Linked DNA regions of Mus musculus: all the other regions are linked to region 1. The links are chromatin contacts, called in public HiChIP or PLAC-seq and promoter capture Hi-C maps. All regions are on one chromosome and are shown on one strand. Each heading gives the region's core, a stretch centred on a gene start, on an enhancer-like site or on the middle of the called end of the contact. The rest is flanking DNA. Distances are from core to core; before and after follow the strand shown. Region 1 holds the start of Acsf3 (acyl-CoA synthetase family member 3). Region 2 holds the start of Spata33 (spermatogenesis associated 33). Region 3 overlaps Piezo1 (piezo-type mechanosensitive ion channel component 1). Region 4 holds the start of Mvd (mevalonate (diphospho) decarboxylase). Region 5 holds the start of Dpep1 (dipeptidase 1). Region 6 holds the start of Spg7 (SPG7, paraplegin matrix AAA peptidase subunit).

Region 1 (3,687 bases), core at 366-2,865:
GCTTAGAATCAAATTCAGACCCCCTGGGAGGGGAATACCACTGAGCCATCTCTCCAGCCACTCTATCTCTTCTCTTGATGGTTTTGTGGTTTTGTTTGTTTGTTTGTTTGTTTTTGAGACAATCTTATGTATCCCAAGCTGACCTCAAACTCTCTATGTAGTCAGATAACCCTGAATTTCTAATCCTTTTGCTTCCACATTCTAAATACTGTGATTAACATGTCTTGTTTAGGCATAATCCTGGGGGTTATGCTAACAACTGAGCACTCCAAACCCAAATCCAGACTCTTGATGATTTCCAAGGCCCAGGGGTCACAGAATCTGTCTCCATTCTGGCCATGTTTAGGACTATGCTTTGGGTGTAGACATTTAAGCATAGAAGTCCTAGGGTCTGTGGTGTAAATCCCAATGTTAGACATTTTGATTCACGTTGATTCTCTGCCTCTTCCTCTCTTTGATCTCACTTGCCAAAAAAGGGAAAAGAAAAGGAAACAAAAAGTTTGTTAGAAACTGTATAACTTCAGAAGCCTCCTGAATTTTGTGTATGGCTATTGTAAAGACACCCAGTGCTCTCCTCAGAAGCCCACATCAGTACTAGGGCGTCTACCATCCTTCGCCTAAATCAGTTCCCTCACCAGTATGTCTCAATGGTAATGCTTAAAACTATATTAAAGCTACGTCTTGCTAACTCCAAATGTGCTTCATAATGAATCTTCCTGAAAGCCTAAGTCAAGAATCCGTGTTTTACCTACATGGAGGTCTGTGAGACTTCCCCAGCTGCTGCAGGGAGAGGAGTTTTGTCTATAGCTTTGCTGCCACTGACAAACAGACCTTAGTGTTTCAAGGTTTATCTTTACTGTACAGAAAGCATTTAGTATCCTACCCTAAAACTGGCTGTGGAGGCATAGATCTGTAATCCCTATACTCAGGAGGCTGAGGCAGTGGGATTACCAGGAGTTTAATGCCATCCTGTGCTACAGAATGAGACCTTGCCTCCATCCTGCCACAGTTCCTGGTCTGTGTCACAGAGGTGTGTTTAGCATATAGACCCCCCCAGCTGCAAGCCGAGGAACCCCTCTTCAGGGGCCAAGGGAGTCCATTTACATCCTGATTTGGCGAAGATGGTGACCACAGCTGTGTGGTCCCTTTGGCCACGGGAGCCATCATGCCTATTAAAATGATCGTTGAGAGCTGAGAATACAGCTCCAAGTCGTTGCGGTGCTTGTCTAGCATGTGTGAAGCCCCAGGTTTCATCCTTGGCACTACGTAAGCCGAATGTGGCGAAGCAAGCCTATAATTAGTCATCTCTCAAAAGGTAGAGGTAGGTTACCCTTAGCTACATTGCTGGCTTGGGCTACATGAGACCCTGTCTCAATAACAACAGTTAAATAGGACCCAATGCAAACAACTCACAGTACTTGTTCCATCAGGACAATGGATCCAGAGATCTGGTAACAGATGTCAGGCACCTAAAGGCCACTCTCTGCCAGTCCCTCTCAAGACTTGCGAGCAGATGGAGTATGCGAATGAGCAGGAACGTTCGTTCCCGGAACGCATTTCTCAGGCGCTGCATCCCGGGACGTATTAGATCGACGGACACTTTTCGCCTGCGGACACTTTTAGGTGTAGGACTCATTCCGGCCCGCTTCACCTACCTGGACAACCTCGCACTCCCGTGCCCCACCCCTGACACCCCCACCCCAACCCCGCCTGACCCCAGGTGAGCGCGCAGCAGACTACAAGAAAGGGGGTGTCGAGGTGAGCTGGAGCTGACCCGGGGGCCGTGGGACCTGTCGGGCAGGTGTCTGTCACAGCGTGAGGGACACTTCTGTAAGGACCCGGGATGACGTCACACGAAACCCCTCCCCGATTTGTTTGCGCCGAGCACCGTGTGGGATGCAGGTCGCCAGGGTCCTGGCTCGGATGGGTCCCGAGAGCCGACTAGGGCGTCAGGGACGGGACCAGCGTGCATGCGAGGAAGGGCTTCTGGATTTGGAAGCGGGTCCGGGAATTTCTCTAAAAGAGAAGTGTGTTGATTCTCATCCTGGAAGGGAGGGAACTTGCCTGTGGCTGACCACTAAGACCCGTGAGAGCCTCCAGATACTGCTGTAGGAGCACATCTAAGCCATAGGCTGTCCCGAGAGGGAGTCCTGAAATCGGAAATGCGCTAAGCGTTTTCAAGGCCAACGTGATTATTGTAAAACCGGTGTCCCTGCTGCCCTTGTCTCCAGACGGATGTAGACATACCTTTCTGATGACATCCCTGGACATGAAGTGGGTCAGGGAACCATGCACAGCCAGATGCCCTGAATAGACAGTGTTTTGCCCTAAAGAACTGGCTCTGGTTGGACGAGCTGGGAGTTAGCTCAATGCTGACAGATGTTTAATGATTGGGCCAGGCTCATGCTTGAAGACTTTCTTAGTTGGGGTTTCTATTCCTGCACAAACATTATGACCTAGAAGCAAGTTGGGGAAGAAAGGGTTTATTCAGCTTACACTTCCATGTTGCTGTTCATCACCAAAGGAAGTCAGGACTGGAACTCAAACAGGTCAGAAAGCAGGAGCTGACGCAGAGGCCATGGAGGGACATTCCTTACTGGCTTGCTTCCCCTGGCTTGCTCAGCCTGCTTTCTTATAGAACCCAAGAGTACCAGCCCAGGAATGGCACCACCCACAATGGGTCCTCCAACCCTTGATCACTAATTGAGAAAAGGCCTTGCAGCTGGATCTCATGGAGGCACTTCCTTAAGGGAGGCTCCTTTTTCTGTGATAAATCAGGCTTGTGTTAAATTGACACAAATCCAGCCAGTACAAAGACCAAAGTGGCTTTGGAGGCCTGCACTGGTCCCATTTCCATATATGAGAGAGTAAGACAGTGCCTCAGAGGGGACATGGTAGAACTTATAAGAACTGACGATGGCACAGCAGTGCCACCCCAGCATGAGTACAGCTGTCCACACAGGAATCAGTTTGCTCTTTCCTCTACCACCCTCTCTGACCTGTCACCCCAGGGTCAGTGTGTCCTCCTCATGGGGGCCACTGTTCTTGCTGGTGTGGGTGTCTCCTCACAGAATGAGGGCCCCATGGGTAACTGTAACTGAGTCTATTCCACAAGGAGCCTGGCTTGATACCTCCTGATGCCCAGTGTCTGTCCATGGCTACCAACGTTCAGGGCTCAGGACTCTACCCCAGAGGTCCTGGAGCTGCATCAACTCTGCCTGCTCCAAATCTTGTGACCACCCTACTGTGTTGCTTATGCCTGGTTAGCCAGGTTGACTCAGCCCTACCACCTCATGGGGTACGGAGGTGTCCAAAGGAGGGTGCCAGATAGATTGGTGGAGGCCAGCGCTCTATTACACAAGTGTGTTTGAGTGTCTCTGATCTACTTATGCTTTTCAAAGGACCATTGGCTAGTGTCAGTTAATGCCATGATCACTTGTGTGAGCGTACTGTATGCACAACTTTTGTGTCCCTAAGGTCGTAGTGTTAATGCAACAAGGGGGGAAGGTTTGCACGTATTTGTGCTACTGCTAAGAGGGCTTCTTTCTCATGATCCAAGCTCTTGCCCTCCCTAGGACTAGAGGCCTGTATCAGGAGGGCTCTCCCATGCCCTTGTTCCTGTGTGCCATCATCTCTCCAGGCAATTCTTCATCAGTAACCTGGTCTCCGGGGTTCCTTTGTGCAGCT
Region 2 (3,291 bases), core at 4-2,503, 440 kb after region 1:
TATCCTGGAACTCACTTTGTAGACCAGGCTGGATTAAAGGCGTACGCTACCACGCCTGGCTCAGTCTAGGATTCTTACGTCTTCTACAACAATGACACAGTACTTTAGCTTTCTACATTTCAGAAAGCAGTTTAAAAACAAAACAAAACCTCCATTACAGCCCTAGGCGGTGGCACAGACCTTTAATCCCAGCAGTGGGGAGGCAGAAGTAGGCAGATCTCTGAGTTCAAGGGCAGCTTGGTGTATACAGTAAGTTCTAGGCCAGCCAAGGCTACATAGAGAAGCAGTCTCATACAAACAAAAACTCTATGATACTAGCCCATAAAACCTATTATGAGTTCCTTGGGAGTCTAGAGGTTGGAGCCACGGCAGGTCGAAGTGACTCGTGACTCATACTGCTACGGGTGGTTCCCTTCCAACCTGTTAACCTAAGGTTAACCGGGCCCTCCTACTAGGAGGGAACCCAAAATCCTACTGTTTGGCACTTGAACTCCTTTGTATCTTAATTACTATTTCTCTGGGTACTTTTCTGGTGCCTTCTGACCACACTCCGTTGTCCCCAAACAGAAACAAAACAAACAGGGAGAGTGGCTAGTGGAAGTGGCCTGGATCGGGGGTCGGGTGTAGGATCATTTGGACAAGATTCAGGGTTTGGATCCCGGGCGTGGGGTGCAGGCCTGGGGAGATCTGGTAAAGAAACAAGACCCAGGGGTAAGAGCTGGCTGGGGGTCTGGAATCAAGAATCGGGAGCTGGCTTCTGCTGGGTTGTGCGATCGAGGCCCAGGAGAGGGTTTCAGCTAGGATGTCAGGGTTCAGGCACCGGGTCGGGTCCTGGTGGCTACACGGGCTGCAGGCCCCAGGGCAGGTCCTAGTCGGAGGTCTCGAGCCCAGTGAGCTGGGGGCGGGTCCCGGTCCGAATACAGGGTATAGACTATGGGTCCCAGGCCCGGGGGGATAGAGTCTGGGGCTGAAGCCCGGGGCGGGTCCGGCTGGGTTATGGGGCTGAGGCGAGACGTCCGCAGACTCCCGCTCCGACCCCGAAGTGGATGACAGCCCCTTACCGTCCATGGCCGGTCGGGCTAGCACAGCCCTCGGGGCGGCGCAGGGGACGCGATGTTACGGACCCGCTGTCTCCGCGAGGGCTTCCGGGGTCGCCACCGCTTCCGGTCGCGCGGCCGGCTGTCGCGAGAAGATAGCTCCGGGGCGGGGCTTGGGCGGGGCCTGGGCGGGGCTCAGGCACGGCTCGCGCGGCACGCGGTTGCCATGGTAATGAGCTCCCGGAGCCTAGTGTGGGTTTTGTGAGTCGGTCGGGTTAACCGGCCCCGAGGCCGCCCGGCTGGAGCGGCGGGGTCACCTATGGGCCAGTCGAAAAGCAAACCCAGAGAGAAGAAAGGTAAAGGGCGCCGCCTGGCGGCGAGGCCCGCCCTCCGTGCGGGCGTCCGCGGGCTGTAGGTCTAACGGCTTGTCCGTCCGTGTGTTTCAGAGGAGGAGAAGAGCACTACCACTTTAGTTACAAAGTCTAAGGAGAAAGTAATGGAGAAGGAGGCCAAGCAGTCTGACAAGGAGTCGCAGCCTGCCGAAAGCCTGTTGTTCGCGACATCCAAGCACTCAAGGCCGTCGTCTTCGTCTGAAGGTAGGGAGATCCAGAGGAGACCGGCCGCGGCAAGGCAGCAGGGATGGGACCTCTTTCTAAGGATGATGACCCGGGAGGTAAATATTACAGGGTTCTCGGTGCAGGGAAGGTGAGCGAGAGCACTGCCCTTGGCTCTAGGCTAGGCTATAACAGGGATTTCAAGGGCATCTTGTATATCTGGAGACCCTGTTTCAGAAGGAAAAAAGAAATTGAGACGAAACTTGAGCGATCCATAAAGTGTTCCCCAAAGAGGGTTAGTAGGGTGCTCTCTGGTCCCACAGTGATCCCTTCAACATGTTACAGCTTGGAGCAGAATTCTCCTCGGGTGATTGGCCAGGCTGCTGTGTGACTGACTCCTGAGCGGAGAGGGCTTGGTGTCCCTCAGCCTGGCCACAAAGATGGGAGGGCGTCTCAAGGTAGAAAGGACCGTGAGTGGGACAAAAGTGTTTCTTTTCACACCCAGCATTTGGCAGACACCAGAAACTGCTGCGAATTCCACTTTTCCCCGAGGCAGACGTTTGGCCTGTTTCTACCTTTTATAGTAGCTTGGTATGGCCACACAGAAGGAAACGTACAGAGCCTTCCGACACTGTGACACCCCCCCCCCCCCCATTGTCAGAAATAGAACTGTTGCAGGTTTAAAACAAGGAAGGCATTAGGAATTGGATGCTTTGTCTTTCTGGTTCCAGAATGGAGGCCTGTATGAAAAACAGAGCCCTAGGAGGACCTACCCCAGGCTCACTGCCGGAATCTGGTGGAAGCCAGAGGCGCAGTAGCCGAGGACAGTTGAGAAGGATTGGAGGTAGAAAGCACAGACCCTCCTCTCATTTGAGAAAGAGGTTGAGGCACCCATGGGTCTTGGGGAGGCAGTTTGAAATCCAGGTGCTGGGACTGGATTTCTGAGGTCTGACCTTGAAGCTTAGGGGCCCCTCATCTGAGGCTAGAAGGCTACACAGAGGCTGCAGACCTAGGGAGGCTTGTGATGTGATATCTGTCGATCAGGGCGCTTTTAGCTGATGACAGAAAAGCCAACTAAACAAGATTTTGTCACCCTGTGGTTTGATGTCTCACCAAAGATGGGTCAGAGATGGCGACCACCACCACCATGCCTGGCATCGGCATCGAGGACTCTGTGCTCCATTGTGTCGCTTTCAACCTCAGGAATGTCTTCCTTCACAGTGCCAAGGGATCTGGAAGGCTGCAGCCTCACAGGCACACAGACCATGCTGACCCTTAAGAGATGTGGGGCCTTGCTTGCTATTGGCAAGGAAGCCTTTCTGAGATAGGCTTCATCTGCCCAGCCTCTCTAAGATGGCTCCAGCTCTACAAGTTTGTAAGGCATCAGGGTAGACAAGGCCTTTGCCAGCGAGGAACTCCCCATTTGAAGGCCACCGGTGACACCTGTCATACAGCGTCAACATCTGGAGGAAATGCAGGTGGACATGAAGAGAAAACCAAGTGAGTCTGGTGTCAAGAAAAGATGATGGAGCAGGCTCAGCAGTCACAGGAACAAAGCCACTGACACATGCGACCCTGGAGGGAGCCTCAGAGCATGAGGTCTGAGGAAGCCAGGTGTAAATGTCCGTGTATGTTATGACCTCCTTTCTAGGAAGGCCTTGAACTCACAGTCCCTTTACTGCAACTCCCCAGGTGCTGGG
Region 3 (3,525 bases), core at 1,010-3,509, 260 kb before region 1:
GGCAAAGCTTTCTGAAATCCCTCTGCTTTCCAGGGCTCTATTTCTCAGCCCAACCAGGGCCACGTCCAGCCTAGTCTCACAGAGGCTGCACCCTCCCTCACACTCGCTGCTTCCGGTCAGGTAGATGTCTACCCAGCTTTCCACTGGCTTGTCGATCCTGCCCACCTGTCTACCCAGCTGACTACCCACCAGTCCCTTCATCCACAGGCCCCTGAGAGCTTTCTCCTATCTAACATCCCTGATGTGACAGGTCCTGCCTCTGAGGACACTGGTTCGACCTCACATACCGGGAATGGCCAGCACTGAACCAAGCACGTGAGGGGCAGTGATCAAAAGCCCGTGTCGGGAGCCAAGAGCATGTGCCGCATGAACACGTGGACCTCGGCTGAGATCACCAGAACCCACGTGAAAAGATGGAAAGCCAGGCTAAGGACGCGTCTTGGTGGCTTGCCACAGAAGCCTGGTGACCCGAGTTTGGATTCCCAGAATTGTGCAAAAGCCAGTTGTAATCCCAGCGCACCTCTACCAGGAGATGGGAGGGAGAGAGGAGAGACTGGCTAGAAGCGGTCAGGCCAGGTGGTTGGCAAAAGCAGCAGGGATTAACAGAGAAACCCTGTGCCAAATAAGGTAGAAGATGAGGGCCAACACCCAAGCTTGCCCTTTGACTTCCACGAGCATGCTGTGACACGCACGGACCTGTGTTCATACACATACACACACTTAGATTACGTACAGTGATTGGTGCAGGTATGAAACGCTGTGTGTGGTAGGTAGCATTCTGTAGAAACAGCAACAGAGCCTGCTGGTCAATCAAGCCAACTGATGAACTCCAAAAAGTGGAACACAACTGGAGAAGACTCCTGACTTTGAATTCTGGCCTCCCAAGCACAGCCAATGAAGGGCGGCCACCACAGGCCCTGGGGAGCAGGGAAAGATGCTTTACCCTGCAGCCTGCTTGGCAAGCTTAAAATTCAGACCCCGAGGTTCTGTGTGTGTTGAGTGCGGGAGAGGCTAAAGTTAATTTATTATTGTTTTTAAGAATTATCTATTTATTTTACGTATATGAGTACACTGTCGATGTCTTCAGACACACCAGAAGAGGGCCCCAGATCTCATTATGGTTGTAAGCCACCATGTGGTTGCTGGGAATTGAACTCAGGATCTGTGGACGAGCCGTCAGTGCTCTTAACTACTGAGCCATCTCTCCAGTCCCGCGGCTAAAGTTTAACTGTTATCAAGTTTCAGTCAGGAAAATGAGATGGTCCTGGGGTGGCCATTAGTGACATATGAGGATGTGCCTAATGCCACCACACTATCAAAAATAGATTAAGATGACAAACTTCGTGGATAGATGTTTTACCGGAATAAATACATGAACGGTGTCCAAAATCTGTGATGGGCTCCAGAAACCAGAGACCCAAGATGGCAAGGGGTAGGGACTTCCATGCCTGGCTTCCTGGCAACGAGGAAATGTGAGATGGGCTACTGAGATTGAGGCCTGGCTACTCCTAATCCCAGGTAGGGCCAGGAGAACCCTACATAGCTGTATGTGCCAAAGGTAGATGAAATGCAAGGTGAGGCACCAGGGACCAGGCGAGGGGAACGCCCTGTCCTGCCTCAGCAACACAGGTCAGCTTGGGAGATGCACAGGCCCTGAGCTCTGCCCTTTCCCCTGCCTCTTTTCCTTCCTGCCTGCCCTCCGTGTAGAGCGGTCCCAACACTGTACAGAGAAATAAAGGCTACGTCCAGAGACGAACACTCTACCCAAGGAAACAGGCTCAGAGGCACAACTTGACACTCCAGGGTCTCGTTCTCAGTCATCATTCCTCCAAGATTATCACCCCTCAAGAGCAAGAAGAGCGAGCCAGGAGAGCGAGTCCCGCCTGGGTCAGCCGTGCAGCTCTTGCTTCTGGGAAGAGAGGGAAAGAAACACTAAGAGGCAACACAACCTGGCTGTGTCGGGATGCAGGGTTCCCAGGTGCTCCCTGGTCCCGGTGGTGTGGCGTATTGGTTGAAACACATTGATGTGACTGTCACAACCATGACTTTAGCAGTGCAGAGGACAGAGGTGAGATGTTATTTATCACAAGCAGCCTGAAGGAGACAGCCTTCCTTGTCTTTGTCCTTGAAGGTTAGCTGCCACCTAACTGCAGGAGAGGGGTCATGGGGGACAAAGACATTCCTCAAAGAGGGCAGAGCCTCAGACTGCTCTGGTGGAGCTGCTGGGCAAAGCCTGTGATTTCACAGGAAACAGGCCTTTCCTGAGCCAGCAACAATAGGGACAGCCAGAGGCAGGAAGGGCCCCTTGCAGGCCAGCACATACTTAACCCTTTATAGACCCTCACCCTACAGCACAAAGCTGAAGACCCTTGCTAACATCCACTCTGGGGTCCTCAAGCCATAGCTGAGGGCTAATGAAGTCCACCGGGTGGCTCCCCTGGACTCTGAGTGACCCAGAGCAGAGCAACGGTTTGCTCGTCGTTGTGGGAACCGGGTCAGGGAGGGAGGGGTAAGGGTAATAGGACCACACACAACTTTTAGAGTACACCACACAGAAGGTTTGTCACCACCCCTCCTCCACCATGAGCATGAAGATGGGCCTGCAGATTGGGCTGTAAGGGAGACCTCACCTACTCAAGAAGCCCCAGCCTGGCCCAGGGTCTGTCAGGGTAGGAGACGAGAATCCACCACTCCCTGGAGGCTCTTTGAGCCAGCTGCTCCCATATGTCTCTGGTCAAAGAAGCCTTACAGCGACCTCCCAAAGCAGATGCCAGACACATTTGTAAATGGCTCTGGAAATGAGTCTGAAGCACACGGCAGATCTGTGGGGAGCTTCCCCTACCACAGCCAGTGCTGGACAGACGGACGGAAAGGTGCAGAGATACAGTGTGTGCTTGAGATGACCGGATCCTTTGGAGGGATGGGCTGTGTCAACAGGGAGAGAACACAGTGAAGGTTCACACTAGTCTGCATCAACGCAGCAGGCCGTCCAGCCCAAGTGGAGACAAGCAAGCGTCCAGTGCAGGAACAGCATGGTTTCTTCGAGGGAAGCCTGGGTGAAGAGCAGACTCACCTCACCCTACCATCTCGGCCCAGCACAGAAACAAGGTTGAGGGTCTCATATAACCCCCCACCCCACCATTGTCACTCCTGTCTGCACAAGAGAGGGAACAGGTTTGGATGGCCTGCCCTCCTAGTCTCTAGGCTACCTCCCTCTGAGAAGGGAGGAGAGTCTCTCTAGGCCAAAAGAAAGACCTCGGTGAGCAGAGAGAGTTGAGCAGAGGCCCCAACAGGAGAGACCAGGCTAGCCCAAAGGACTGCAACCCATCTCTAGGGCAGGGCAGGGCAGGGCAGGGCAGGGCCTGCTTGGGACCCTGGGGCAGCCACAGTCTCAGCCCTGGAGGAAGTGGTGTCTAGACTGGCAAAGAGCTACAAGGCAGAGCAGAGCCTGGAGTCCTTCTATGGTCCCAGCTATGCAGCAGCCGTGTCCAGTGGTGGAGCAGAGACTCCGCTGAGACCCTGGGT
Region 4 (3,347 bases), core at 199-2,698, 330 kb before region 1:
GGATCTCACACTGAGACAAAAACCAAAAGACACTAACGTTGAAGTGTCTAGAGATGCTGCAACTGCTGGCAAAGGCTTTAAAGCAGCCACCATGGAAGTGCTCCAAGCAGCAACCACGCAAAGAAGAAATGGCCCGCAAAGAGATGAAGTAAGAAATGGGGAGCTGGAGAGATGGCTCAGTGGATAAGAGCGCCGATTGCTCTTCCAAAGGTCCTGAGTTCAAATCCCAGCAACCACATGGTGGCTCACAACCATCTGTAATGAGATCTGACCCCCTCTTGTGGTGCACCTGAAATAGCTACAGTGTAATTATTTATAATAATTATTTATAATAATAAATAAATCTTTGGGCCAGAGAGAGCTGGGGTTGACTGGAGCAAGCAAAGGTACTAAATTCAATCCCCAACAACCACATGAAGGTTCACAACTATAATGTACTCATATACATTAAATAAATTAATTAAATCTTAAGGGTTGGCGTAGCACTGGTGGGAATACCAGCTGGGTACTGCCACCCCAGGGAACCCACAGATCATTAACAGAATGAAGAACTGACTCTTGTTCTCCCAGAGCTGCCAGGGCATTCTTCCTAGGAAGGATGAAAGTTCACACCAAAACCTGCCCATAAATGTGGCAGCAGTTTTCCTGGTAACAACAGAGCCCCTGTTCTAGGGCCTAAGCAACAGTGGGCAATGAAATCCTGCTGCGTCCACCTGGATAATCCTCGGGAAGAGCGTGCGTACTGAAACGAGCCAAACTCAAGAATCTACAGGCTGCGTGGATCCACTTCTAAATGACCACGGTGGAAGGAAGAGCAGAGGGAGACTGGGGTGAGAAGCCCTGGTCCCGGCAATACCTCCCCAGTTTACAAGTGTCACCAGGGAGGGAGGAAGATCTGCCCCTCACCAGCGCCCCTCGGATCCCTGCATGGCAACGCCCCCTTCATCCCTGAGCTACCCTCCCAGCCTTCTCCAGCCCAGCTACTCCAGATCCGGGACATTGGTCTTTCCCTCCAGCCCTAGGACCCTGAATCCCGGCAGCAGTGACCCTCATCTCCAGCCCTGTGCACATCGATCCCGGCACCTGTGCCCCGGTCTCCAACTCCCAGGCTCCCCGATCCTGGTTGTAGTAACCCCCATTTCCACCACTGTGCCCATGGATCTGACGGTGGCGAACTTCCCCCTCATTCCAGCCTGGAGGATCCCCTTTCCAGCCCAGCTACTCTGGAACCCGACCCTCGAGCCCAGGGGTCCCAGTGACTACAGCCTCCAGCTCTATGCCCCGATCCCGGCCGAGGTGACTGTTGTCTCCAGCACTCACAGTACTTGATAACTGCGATGTTGACCGGCGCCGTGCAGGTGACCATTAGGTCCTGAGGCTTTTCTGAGGCCATAACTGAGATGCTGGAGTCCCGAGCTAGAGAGCCCAGCACCGATTACCCGGTGTCTACAGACTCACGCGCTGCCATATGATTGGCCCGCTGGCCGGGCTTTTCCCGTGCTGTCCAATAGGCGACAGGCCGAGCCCATGATCCACTTTTTAGCCTATGGACAGGATCGAATGATGTGCGGCTGACACTGAGCCCGCCCCCGGTGCCTGCAAGCTCGTGGCTGCGAGCGAGAGGCGGGGTCCGCTCAGGGAGTGGAATCTACGCATGCGCAGGAGGTGGTATCTGCGCAGGCGTAGGAGGCCTCCTTCTTACAAAGGTTCCTCCTTCTGGCACAAGCACCACTGGATAGCCTGAGTGACCGTCGGGACAGCGGGGCCATCTGCTGCTGAAACAGCGGAGCTGAAAAAGGATACGCATCTAGCCTCTACGCTGCATGAAAAGCTCACTAGACGGTGAATCCGGAGGGATCCGCAGCCCAAGGTCGCGCCCGAGCCCCACATCCTGGAATCTTCTACATTCACAATCTGACTTCTCTTGTCACAACCTCCAGTCTCCTGGTCCCACAGTCTGGGGTCTCACAGCTTGCCTGAGGTGTCCAGCCGCCGCGCCGGCGGATGTACTGCATCCGAGATGGGCATTTTCTCTCCCAAGCTCCACACAAGCAAGAATTTTGTCGTTTTTTTTTTTTTTTTTTCCGTAGCTGAAATGGATCGGCACATTTCTGTGTCATTCTTACGGTACAGTTTAGTGACCTTTAGTATATTTACTTGATACAACCGTCACCTCTGTTTCCAGAACTAACCATCCATTCTCCAACAGAAACAGATACAACTTCCTGGTTCCACCTCCTGTAAAATCGTGGCTGTTGAATGGCTTAGAGTTCCGAAGATGTGCGAGCACACGATACCCACCCAGGCCACCAGTTCTGTTCCTAGGAGTGTGGATGGTACCTAATCCTTTCACAGCCTTCTGGCTGACATTTTCTACACAGTGAATGGGAGTTGCTTTTTTTTTCCATGCTGCTTTTTCTACGTCTGAGTTTCTTGGACACTTTCCAGCTGCACACCAAAACAGCTTCCTTGTTTGTCTAGACCGTCGGTAATTGACTCAAGCCGTCCCCCTTGGAAGCCATGCACCGGACTTTCCTTGCATTGTGTATAAGAGTGCTTGCGTAGATTCCTAGAAGTGGATGAACCAGCCAAGCAGCTATGTGCCTGGGGCGATGTTGATAGCTGTTGGCCGGCTGCCATCTTGGAAGCTGGATCGATTGCTCAGCTCTCTCTGCTAGAGCGAGAGTGTGTGAATAGGCCTTCTGCGCCACAGTAGACAGCCTGTCAGTCAGGCTGACAGCTGACCAATGGGAGTTCACTATTGTTTCCTTGTGGCTTGTGAGATGGCTCGTATTTTCAATTTCTCTTGCAATAACTTTTCTGCTTCATACACACACACACACACACACACACACACACACACACACACACCAGCAGAAAGGTGGTGTGTTTAATCCCAACACTCAGGAGGCAGAGGTCAGGTGGATTTCTGTAAATTCCAGGGCAGCCTGATCTACAGAGTAAGTTCCAGGGCTACACAGAAACCATGTCTTGAAAAAACCTAAATAAATAAACCCAAAGAAGAAGAAGGGGGGAGGATGTCTCTGTGAGTTCAAGGCCAGCCAGAAGTTCACTGTGAGATCCTGTCTCTAAAAAATAAAAACAATAAGTTAAAGAAAGAAGAGAACAATTAATTTACTCCGGAATGAATAGTTTCACCCATGGGTATTTTTGTACATTATCAGGTACAGAGACCAAGGTCACCTCATGAGCTGAAGGACACCAGTACCTGAAACCCCATATACTTTGAAGCTAAGAGTCAGTAGTAGGTCATCTCTCTACTCATCAAATGTTGTAAATGTCTGTCATGTTTGTGAAGTTCACTGTTAGGTCAGGGATACACACAT
Region 5 (3,414 bases), core at 747-3,246, 410 kb after region 1:
CACATCCCTGGAGACAGAAGCATTGTCTATCTCAGAGGCTTCAGGCCAGCAGGTCAACAGTAGGAAGTGGCAGTGTCTGCGGTGCTGAAGACAGACAAGGAGGCCACACCTGTGCCTAGGAGGTCCCCTCAAGCTCGGGGCTTTATAATATAGGTGCATCAGACTTGCTCAATAAAACACATCAAAGATGGGGCTGGAGAGATGGCTCAGTTGGCTGCCCTTCCAGAGGTCCTGAGTTCAATTCCCAGCAACCACATGGTATCTTGTAACCATCTATTAATGGGATCTGATGCCCTCTTCTGGTGTGTCTGAAGGCAATGACAGTGTACCCATGTATACATAAACAATCAATAAATCTTGTAAAAAAAATATATCAGAGATAAAAAAAAAAAACAAGACTCGCAAGGTGATGGCAGGACTTTAGGGCAGCTCTGGGCTTCCCGGGCTGTTGGGTGCTTCTGACCTTAAGCACTGCTGTCTCCGCTCAACAGGCCTTGTGGGCCTTCCCCCAGAAGCCCCACTCAAGCAGATGGAAAGCCTTCTGCAGCCTCATTCCCAGAGGAGATGGGAACCTAAGACTTGTCCTGGTGTCATTTGCCGGGGACCATTTATGAGGGGCTCCTGATTTAGCAACTTGCTAAGATGTTTCCTCTCCAGGGACTTTCAGAAGGATTAGTGAGCTTTCCCGGGTATGAGTATTAACATGCCGAGTGCCCTGCATCCTGTGCCTTCCCAGCATCTCACTGTGTGAGGAGACTGAGCCTCCAGGCAGAACCTGACAACCCCTAAATGAGCTAAGGATTCGGGAGTCATCTGGGGACCCTGCGTGTAGCCAGAGTTAGCAGGGATCTCAAAGCTACGCAAATGTGTGATGTACCCATTTGCTGGGTCGTTATCCTGAGCCCTCAGCTCCCCCAGGACACAGGCCTTGCTAGCCACGCCTCCCTAGTCCTGGTCCACCCTTGGACCCACAAGAGTATGGTCTCCTAATAGTGGCAGCCTGCACTGGGTGGCTAAGGGAGAGTTAATTGGCTCCAAGGGGAGAATTAGGGTATGGTTTGTCCCTGTCTGTCTGTCCTTGTCTGTCTGGCCCTGTCTGTCTGTGTCCCACTCTCTCACCTATAGATTGGCCCCCCAGTCTGGCTCTCCGGCTTTTTCACTGTCTTTGTCCTCTCCTAAAACCTGGGATCTCAATGTCTATGACATCACTGGCTAAATAGGTTGTCGTCGTCCATACACAGGATGACTGAAGCTCTGAGAGGGAGCAGTCCACACACAGTTACACAGCCAGGCCTAAGGGTGGGCCAGAGCAGGGGCAGAGGGCCCTGTGTGCTCCTTCCTATTGTGCCCTTCCCTGACGACCGACCTGGCCTTTCCTTCTGTCTTACCACCGGGACCACCCTGCTGTCTGCTTCCACAGAATCTTAAAGCCACAGAGAAGCCCTGCCTCCCGCTTACAGAGAGGCACCAGACCCTCCCACAGTTTCGAAAGGCCTGTTGTTCTGCCAGAGAACATTCCAATCTGAGGTTGCTGTTGTTTCTCCTTATGGTGAGGATGGAGAGAGATCAACCCTCCTTGTTGGAACAATGGATCCAAGGGCTCCCAGGGGTGGGCCTAACAGTGCTGGCTCATTCCTGGGTTGGGGAACTGGCTGTCCCAACTGGGAAGCACGGGTCATTTTCACTTCAGTAATGAGGGGAGTGATAAGGGGACCGGTCAGAAGACGGAGGAAAATATGTGACTCCAGATCCCAAGGCCACCTCAGGATATTGAGCTCAGCAGAATAAACTCAAGAGTGTGTACATACTTTGAGACCACAGCCCAAACTCCTCTTGTGGCTCCCTAACTCTGTTAGCCTGGTAAATGTTAACTCATTCGACCTCTGCGCTGGAGAGCTCAGGTTACTGGCTATGGCCCCAAAGGCCTATCATTCCCCAGACGGCTGACCCAGAGACCCGGACCCCACCGGATGCTCTGCGTTACTGAGGGCTTGCGTGCCTTTCGGAGACGAGGAACAGCTGACATGTGTGATACATTAGTCCTGTCTGCTCTCCTTGGCACTCTGTGGAGCCCCGGGGAGTTTCCCTTTTAAAGAGGTGGCCCTTCAAAGCTGGAGGACTCAGGAGCAGGCTGTCCCGTCTCTCTGGGTGTCAGCCACAGGACTGAAGCCACATTGGCACCCCTGACCCGCGTGTGCTCGTGGTGAGTGTTGGGGTGCTGGGAAGTAGCAGTGGGTGGAGGCCAAGCCGTAATGAGGGACAGAAAGCCCTTTCCACTCCTGGGTAGAAAAGATCCTGAGAGCAGAGGAAACTTACGGATAGACCGCAAACAGGACCTCAATGTGGAGGATGTCGTCGTCGAGCAACACCTTGAAGGGAGAGGCTCTGTGAGGCGAGGGTGTTCAGATGATAGACACGGAGGGGCAGGCAGAAAAAAAGTGTTCCCTCTGGATGCCCAGTCTGGTGTGGGGGAGGGTGAAGATGAAGCTAAAAGCGGGACCCTGTTTTAATGCAGGCAGGGCATTGAAAGCTGGGGTGATAAATGAGAAAGATGACCCTGTGGGGTAGAAAACTAGGAGCTATGTGGGACTCATAGGCAGGGTGAGGGGAGATATGAAGAAGTCACACCTGGGGATGGACTGGAGGTGTCAGAAGGAAGAACTACTCTTCAGGTGGCCTGCAACGTCATATGGCACAGCCCCTGAGGAGCTAGGCTTTGGGGACAGAGGTCAGGGTGAAGGTTTGGCTGTTGGTCCTGAAAATCTAGAGGTCTGAGGGATCTCTGTGCAGATGTCAGCCTGGTATACAGTTGGGAGACAGACTGGTCTGCTGAGCCACTGGTGACCCAGTGACGTCCCCCTGGGGAAAAGGCATACGGATAGATGATGGGCAAGCTACTGCTCCATATAGCCTCGCCAGAAGCCCTCGCTGGGGGCTCTAGTTTCGAGACCCCACAAGTAGTCATATGAAACTGAAGGCAGCATTGTAGACACCCAAGAAGGCATAGAACTGGGTGGTACCCGAGTGGCTGGGCGCATCCACCCCCGGGCCACCGGTAAGTGTGGCAGGGGCCATATGGAGAGTGTATGTCCTGACAGATGATAGGCCTATGTGGACACATGTGTCTACAGTTGTCTGGGCATCTGAGTATCTGCTTAATATGTGTGGAAAAGTCCACATATGGATTCCAAAGCACATCCATGTGTTTGGAGCTCTTTGTTTGGGAATGCCCAAGTGTTTCTGTCCGTGGTGACCAGCGTGAGCATGTGGGACCCGGGCAGGTCCGTGTCTGCGTGGATCCCTCTGTACAGAGAGTCACGTTCAGATGTGGATATGTATGCTCATACATGTCTACATGTATGTACATGTCTACTGAAGATGGTGTTTATGAGGGAGTACCTGTGTAACATGTAG
Region 6 (3,506 bases), core at 231-2,730, 290 kb after region 1:
AGTAAGATAATTTTTATTTATTTATTTACTTCAGAGAGTTTGCTTGACATGAAGCCAGGCACCAGTCAGCACCGAGAAGGCTTATTGTTTGAATTATTTAGTGTTAAGGGACTTGGAGAGTACAGAAAGACATGGAGTGGAAGGAAAGGCACCGAGACTGCTTTGGGGGCTTTCTGCAGTTAGACTACCAGGCACCAGCCTGGCATGGACTAGCAGGACTCAGAGCTTCAGTGGCCCTGCCCAGGCCTGGGATTGCAGCTGTCCATGGGTGGGACAGCAAGCTCTCCCTTCTGTCTCTGCACAAATGAACTGTCAAAGCCAAATGGTATGAAGCTCGGGATGACGGGTGCTCCTCAGGGGCAGTGAGTATAATTAAGGGGGCTCTTAATTTGGTCATAAACACAGTCCACAGGAACAAAGAATGCTAGTGGTTGCCTGATGCTAAGGGAGTTGGAGAAATGGGTAGTAGACCACTAATGGCTATAAGGGGGGGAGGGGTCTGGAAAGATGGCTCAGTGGTTAAGAGCACTGTCTGCTCTTCCAGAGGACACGGGTCCAATCACCACTTTAAATGTTTTATTTAATGTGCACTGGTGTTTTGCTTGCATGTATGTCTGTGGGAGGTTGTCGAATCCCCTGGAACTGGAGTTACAGATGGTCATGAGCTGCCATGTGGGTGCTGGGAATTGAACCTGGATCCTCTGGAAGAGCAGCCAGTGCTCTTAACAGCTGAGCCATCTCTCCAGCCCCTCCAGTTCCGACTTTAGGAGCCCCCCTCCCTCCCTCTCTAAGATTGAGGGCACCGTTTTCCTACTCTGTATGTAGCTGCTGCCCTGTGGTCTCACACACCACTGGCTCTAAGTTGATTCTGTAGCCAGCCAGGGGCATCCCCCGGATCTCTGATGTTCAGAAAAACTGGTTCATTCTTGTCAGGCCGGCACACAGGAGACGGAGCTTGAGTTTGAAGCCAGACTGTTGCACAGCGATACTGTATTTAAAAAAACAAATAACCAAAACCAAGAGGCAGGTGGATCTCCGAGTTCGAGGTCAGTCTGGTCTACAGCGAGAGGACAGCTAGCACCACACAGAGAAACAACAAAATAAATACGTACAGGAAGGACGGAAGTGGCCAACAGGAACCACCAAATCGCACCCCAAAGAAAGAGATAACGTGAAAAGCGAATCGTGTATCCACTTGCCAAGTACTGGAAACCGCAACTTGGACTGTTAATAAAACACAAGAGAGAAAAATACCGGGTAACCGTAGCCTGTCTCTACGTGAACCCGCAGGCTGCGGGCTGCTAGCTTTCGCGCTGCGCACCCTGCTGACTCTCGAGGTTTCGCAGCTAACCTTGCGGATACCAGACGGTTCGGACCGCGCAGGCGTCGCCAGGAGCGCGCGACCTTCAACCCCGCGCAAGCGCAAAGGGAGGCCGCCCTCAAAAACCTGACCGTTAGGGCGGCCGGAGCCGCACTGCGCAGGCGCCGCTTTCGGCACCATGGCGGCCGCCTTGCTGCTGCTTCGCGGGCTCCGCCCCGGCCCGGAGCCCCGGCCCCGACGGCTGTGGGGCCTGCTCTCAGGCAGGGGCCCAGGCCTCTCGTCCGGGGCTGGGGCCAGGCGGCCGTACGCGGCCCGCGGGACTCCGGTTGGCCCGGCTGCGGCTGGAGGCCACGCGCCTCAGGTAACCCGCTCGGAGCCCGGCGGCGGCGGGTGTGGCGGGTCGGTCCGCGCCGACCGGAAGTGCGCCTGCACCTCGCTCTTCCGCAGGAGGATGGCTGCTGTGGGCTCCCCGGGACGGGAGGCAGCATCTGCCTCGGGTGGTTCGTCTCTCCCTGGCGTGTGTGAGAGAGACGCCCTGTATCACTGTCCCTGGCGGCTTCAAACTGAGTCCTGGTCACCCGTGCCTTTCCGTCCTCTTCTTTCTGGTCTGGAGGCAGGCGTTCATGTGTACTCGGAGCAGCCCTTGGACTCCCGATCCTTTTGCCCACATAGGTGGTGCACACTTGCAATTTCAGTATTTGCTGGTAGGACGAGGCCAGGAAGATTGTGAATTGGAGACTCAAACTGGGCTGTGGGTGAAAGTTAATTGACTTTTGTTTCTTCGGTTTTTTTGTTTTGTTTTGTGGCTGAGTCCAGTGAAATTCATTGATGGAGTTGATTGACACTTTCCCTTGGCCCCTCCCCTTCTTGGGAGGCAGTTCTAGGATGGAAACCGAGGAGGGAGAGATTCTCAATACACAGTTGAAGATGACTTTGAACTTTTGATGCTCCTGCATCCCCTCCCAAGTGCTGGGATTACATGCATGCGCCACTGTACCCAGTTTTAAGGAGGTACTGGGGATCAAATCCATAGCTTTCTGCATGCTAGGCAAGGACTTTGATTAGGCCTGTGTTGTTGTGGTATATGGTCTTAGTGTTACCTCGGTCTTTTTCTCTTTTTACAGAGTTTGCTATTGCGAATACTGACCCCTAGCTTTGAAGGTATTAGCGGATTGTTACTGAAACAGCATATAGTTCCAAATGCAGTCAGACTGTGGCCGCTTTCAGGTGTGTATGCATTGCATGGTCCATTACTGAGGGACACAGGTTTTACTGTAGTCCTATAAGAGCATAGTGGAAGAGGACAAAACCAAACAAACCAGGTCTTACATGCCTGTAATCTCAGCACTAAAACAGGGGCTGCCAGTTGGAGGTCAGGCAGAACTAGCTAGTGAAACCCTGCTGGCCCCCTGCTCACCCCCACCCCCCACCCAAAAAAACAAAAGGTTTTATGTTGTCTGAGAGCACAGCACTTGCTGCAGTGAGCAGGGCTCGCTGTGATGTTCAGTAGAGTAGCCTAGGAGCAGAAGGCCATGCTGTGTGTGCAGCAGCATCCACCATCTCAGGCTGTGTGCATGCACTCTAGTCTAAGAGTGGAGGCTCCTTGGCAGGTGACAAGTGACATAGGAGAACGTCACTAGTTAGACACTGACCAGAAGACTAGGAACACCCAGCCACTAAGAGTACCTTTGATTCTTTTAAAAAACAAAACACCTGAACTTGTGACCCTCTTCAGTCCTGAGGTTACAGGTATGTACCACTCTGTCCAGTGTTATGTGAAGCTAGGGATTGAACTCAGGACTTTGGGCATGGTAAGCAAGTACTCTAACAACTAAGCTATATTTTCATTGTAACCTTTGGTTCTTTGTGCTGTGAGCTATGTTAGCCCTGTTATGGATAATCTGAAGTGAAATGTATAGCTAGGGGCTGTGAGCACTCCTTGATCATCCTGCCTGTCCCTTCCCAATGGGAGCACGTGAGACCCCACTCCTCACCTGGGGGTTGCAGACTGGTTTGTTTGGTTTTGTTTTCTTGAAACAAGGCATTAATTTGCAGTCCAGCCTGGCCTTGAACTTAGAATCCTCCTGTTCTCACCCTCCAGGTGCTGGGATTACAGGTATGTGCTACCAGGCCTAGACTTCTCTTTGCTCACTTTAAGTGTTTTATTTTGTTTCCCCGCCCCCCA

The links. Promoter capture Hi-C pulls out the DNA fragments that hold promoters and counts their contacts. HiChIP or PLAC-seq counts read pairs in DNA pulled down with a chosen protein or histone mark. Capture Hi-C pulls out chosen DNA fragments and counts their contacts.
Region 2: a contact with region 1 is called in a promoter capture Hi-C map of embryonic stem cells, with 4 times the contacts expected there. The contact joins the promoter of Spata33 here to the promoter of Acsf3 in region 1. A contact is called at or near these places in 7 of 39 promoter capture datasets (cranial neural crest, embryonic stem cells, fetal liver and 3 more), 2 of 484 Hi-C or Micro-C datasets (CD4 T cells and embryonic stem cells), 9 of 115 datasets of contacts at active chromatin or transcription factors (bone marrow-derived macrophages, embryonic stem cells, fetal liver and 5 more) and 4 of 9 other capture datasets (adipose tissue, embryonic stem cells, liver and 1 more).
Region 3: a promoter capture Hi-C map of liver shows a contact between it and region 1, with 2.1 times the contacts expected there. The contact joins the enhancer-like site here to the promoter of Acsf3 in region 1. A contact is called at or near these places in 7 of 39 promoter capture datasets (3T3-L1-derived adipocytes, frontonasal cranial neural crest, hippocampal neurons and 4 more), 1 of 484 Hi-C or Micro-C datasets (embryonic fibroblasts), 1 of 115 datasets of contacts at active chromatin or transcription factors (stem cell-derived neural progenitor cells) and 2 of 9 other capture datasets (embryonic stem cells and liver).
Region 4: an H3K4me3 HiChIP or PLAC-seq map of embryonic stem cells shows a contact between it and region 1, with 3 times the contacts expected there. The contact joins the promoter of Mvd here to the promoter of Acsf3 in region 1. A contact is called at or near these places in 13 of 39 promoter capture datasets (cranial neural crest, embryonic stem cells, hematopoietic stem and progenitor cells and 7 more), 2 of 115 datasets of contacts at active chromatin or transcription factors (bone marrow-derived macrophages and embryonic stem cells) and 2 of 9 other capture datasets (embryonic stem cells and pancreatic islet).
Region 5: a contact with region 1 is called in a promoter capture Hi-C map of embryonic stem cells, with 2.8 times the contacts expected there. The contact joins the promoter of Dpep1 here to the promoter of Acsf3 in region 1. A contact is called at or near these places in 7 of 39 promoter capture datasets (the C10 cell line, embryonic stem cells, frontonasal cranial neural crest and 3 more), 1 of 484 Hi-C or Micro-C datasets (bone marrow-derived macrophages), 1 of 115 datasets of contacts at active chromatin or transcription factors (stem cell-derived neural progenitor cells) and 2 of 9 other capture datasets (embryonic stem cells and macrophages).
Region 6: a promoter capture Hi-C map of liver shows a contact between it and region 1, with 2.5 times the contacts expected there. The contact joins the promoter of Spg7 here to the promoter of Acsf3 in region 1. A contact is called at or near these places in 3 of 39 promoter capture datasets (frontonasal cranial neural crest, hippocampal neurons and liver), 2 of 484 Hi-C or Micro-C datasets (embryonic stem cells and uterus), 3 of 115 datasets of contacts at active chromatin or transcription factors (bone marrow-derived macrophages, epiblast stem cells and pancreatic cancer cells) and 2 of 9 other capture datasets (liver and pancreatic islet).

Annotation. Positions count from the first base shown.
Region 1 is chr8:122,773,871-122,777,557 of GRCm38.p6, forward strand. Acsf3 (acyl-CoA synthetase family member 3) reads left to right here and starts at 1,616. Exons shown (of 10, transcript NM_144932.4): 1 at 1,616-1,720. It overlaps Gm39271 (a long non-coding RNA gene), which reads right to left and starts at 1,578. Exons shown (of 3, transcript XR_879309.2): 1 at 1,414-1,578; 2 at 1-463.
Region 2 is chr8:123,211,605-123,214,895 of GRCm38.p6, forward strand. It overlaps Spata33 (spermatogenesis associated 33), which reads left to right and starts at 1,254. Exons shown (of 3, transcript NM_177279.4): 1 at 1,254-1,393; 2 at 1,484-1,633. The coding sequence starts at 1,357. It overlaps Chmp1a (charged multivesicular body protein 1A), which reads right to left and starts at 1,184. Exons shown (of 7, transcript NM_145606.3): 1 at 1,062-1,184. The coding sequence starts at 1,068.
Region 3 is chr8:122,515,447-122,518,971 of GRCm38.p6, forward strand. The region is part of intron 1 of Piezo1 (piezo-type mechanosensitive ion channel component 1); the gene reads right to left. Among named protein-coding and RNA genes, the nearest start is that of Gm26497, 3.5 kb to the right of the region's middle. Within about 2 kb of position 2,260, at least 60 of the 459 cell types and tissues checked have an H3K27ac peak or open chromatin away from gene starts, as enhancers often do. A contact at or near this core is called in liver, where this site is marked.
Region 4 is chr8:122,441,974-122,445,320 of GRCm38.p6, forward strand. Mvd (mevalonate (diphospho) decarboxylase) reads right to left here and starts at 1,449. Exons shown (of 10, transcript NM_138656.2): 1 at 1,321-1,449. The coding sequence starts at 1,393. 9330133O14Rik (RIKEN cDNA 9330133O14 gene) reads left to right here and starts at 1,683. Exons shown (of 1, transcript NR_045696.1): 1 at 1,683-3,347. Gm20735 (predicted gene, 20735) reads right to left here. Exons shown (of 3, transcript NR_015497.2): 3 at 3,295-3,347.
Region 5 is chr8:123,184,239-123,187,652 of GRCm38.p6, forward strand. It overlaps Dpep1 (dipeptidase 1), which reads left to right and starts at 1,997. Exons shown (of 11, transcript NM_007876.2): 1 at 1,997-2,203.
Region 6 is chr8:123,064,028-123,067,533 of GRCm38.p6, forward strand. It overlaps Spg7 (SPG7, paraplegin matrix AAA peptidase subunit), which reads left to right and starts at 1,481. Exons shown (of 17, transcript NM_153176.5): 1 at 1,481-1,682; 2 at 2,446-2,548. The coding sequence starts at 1,500.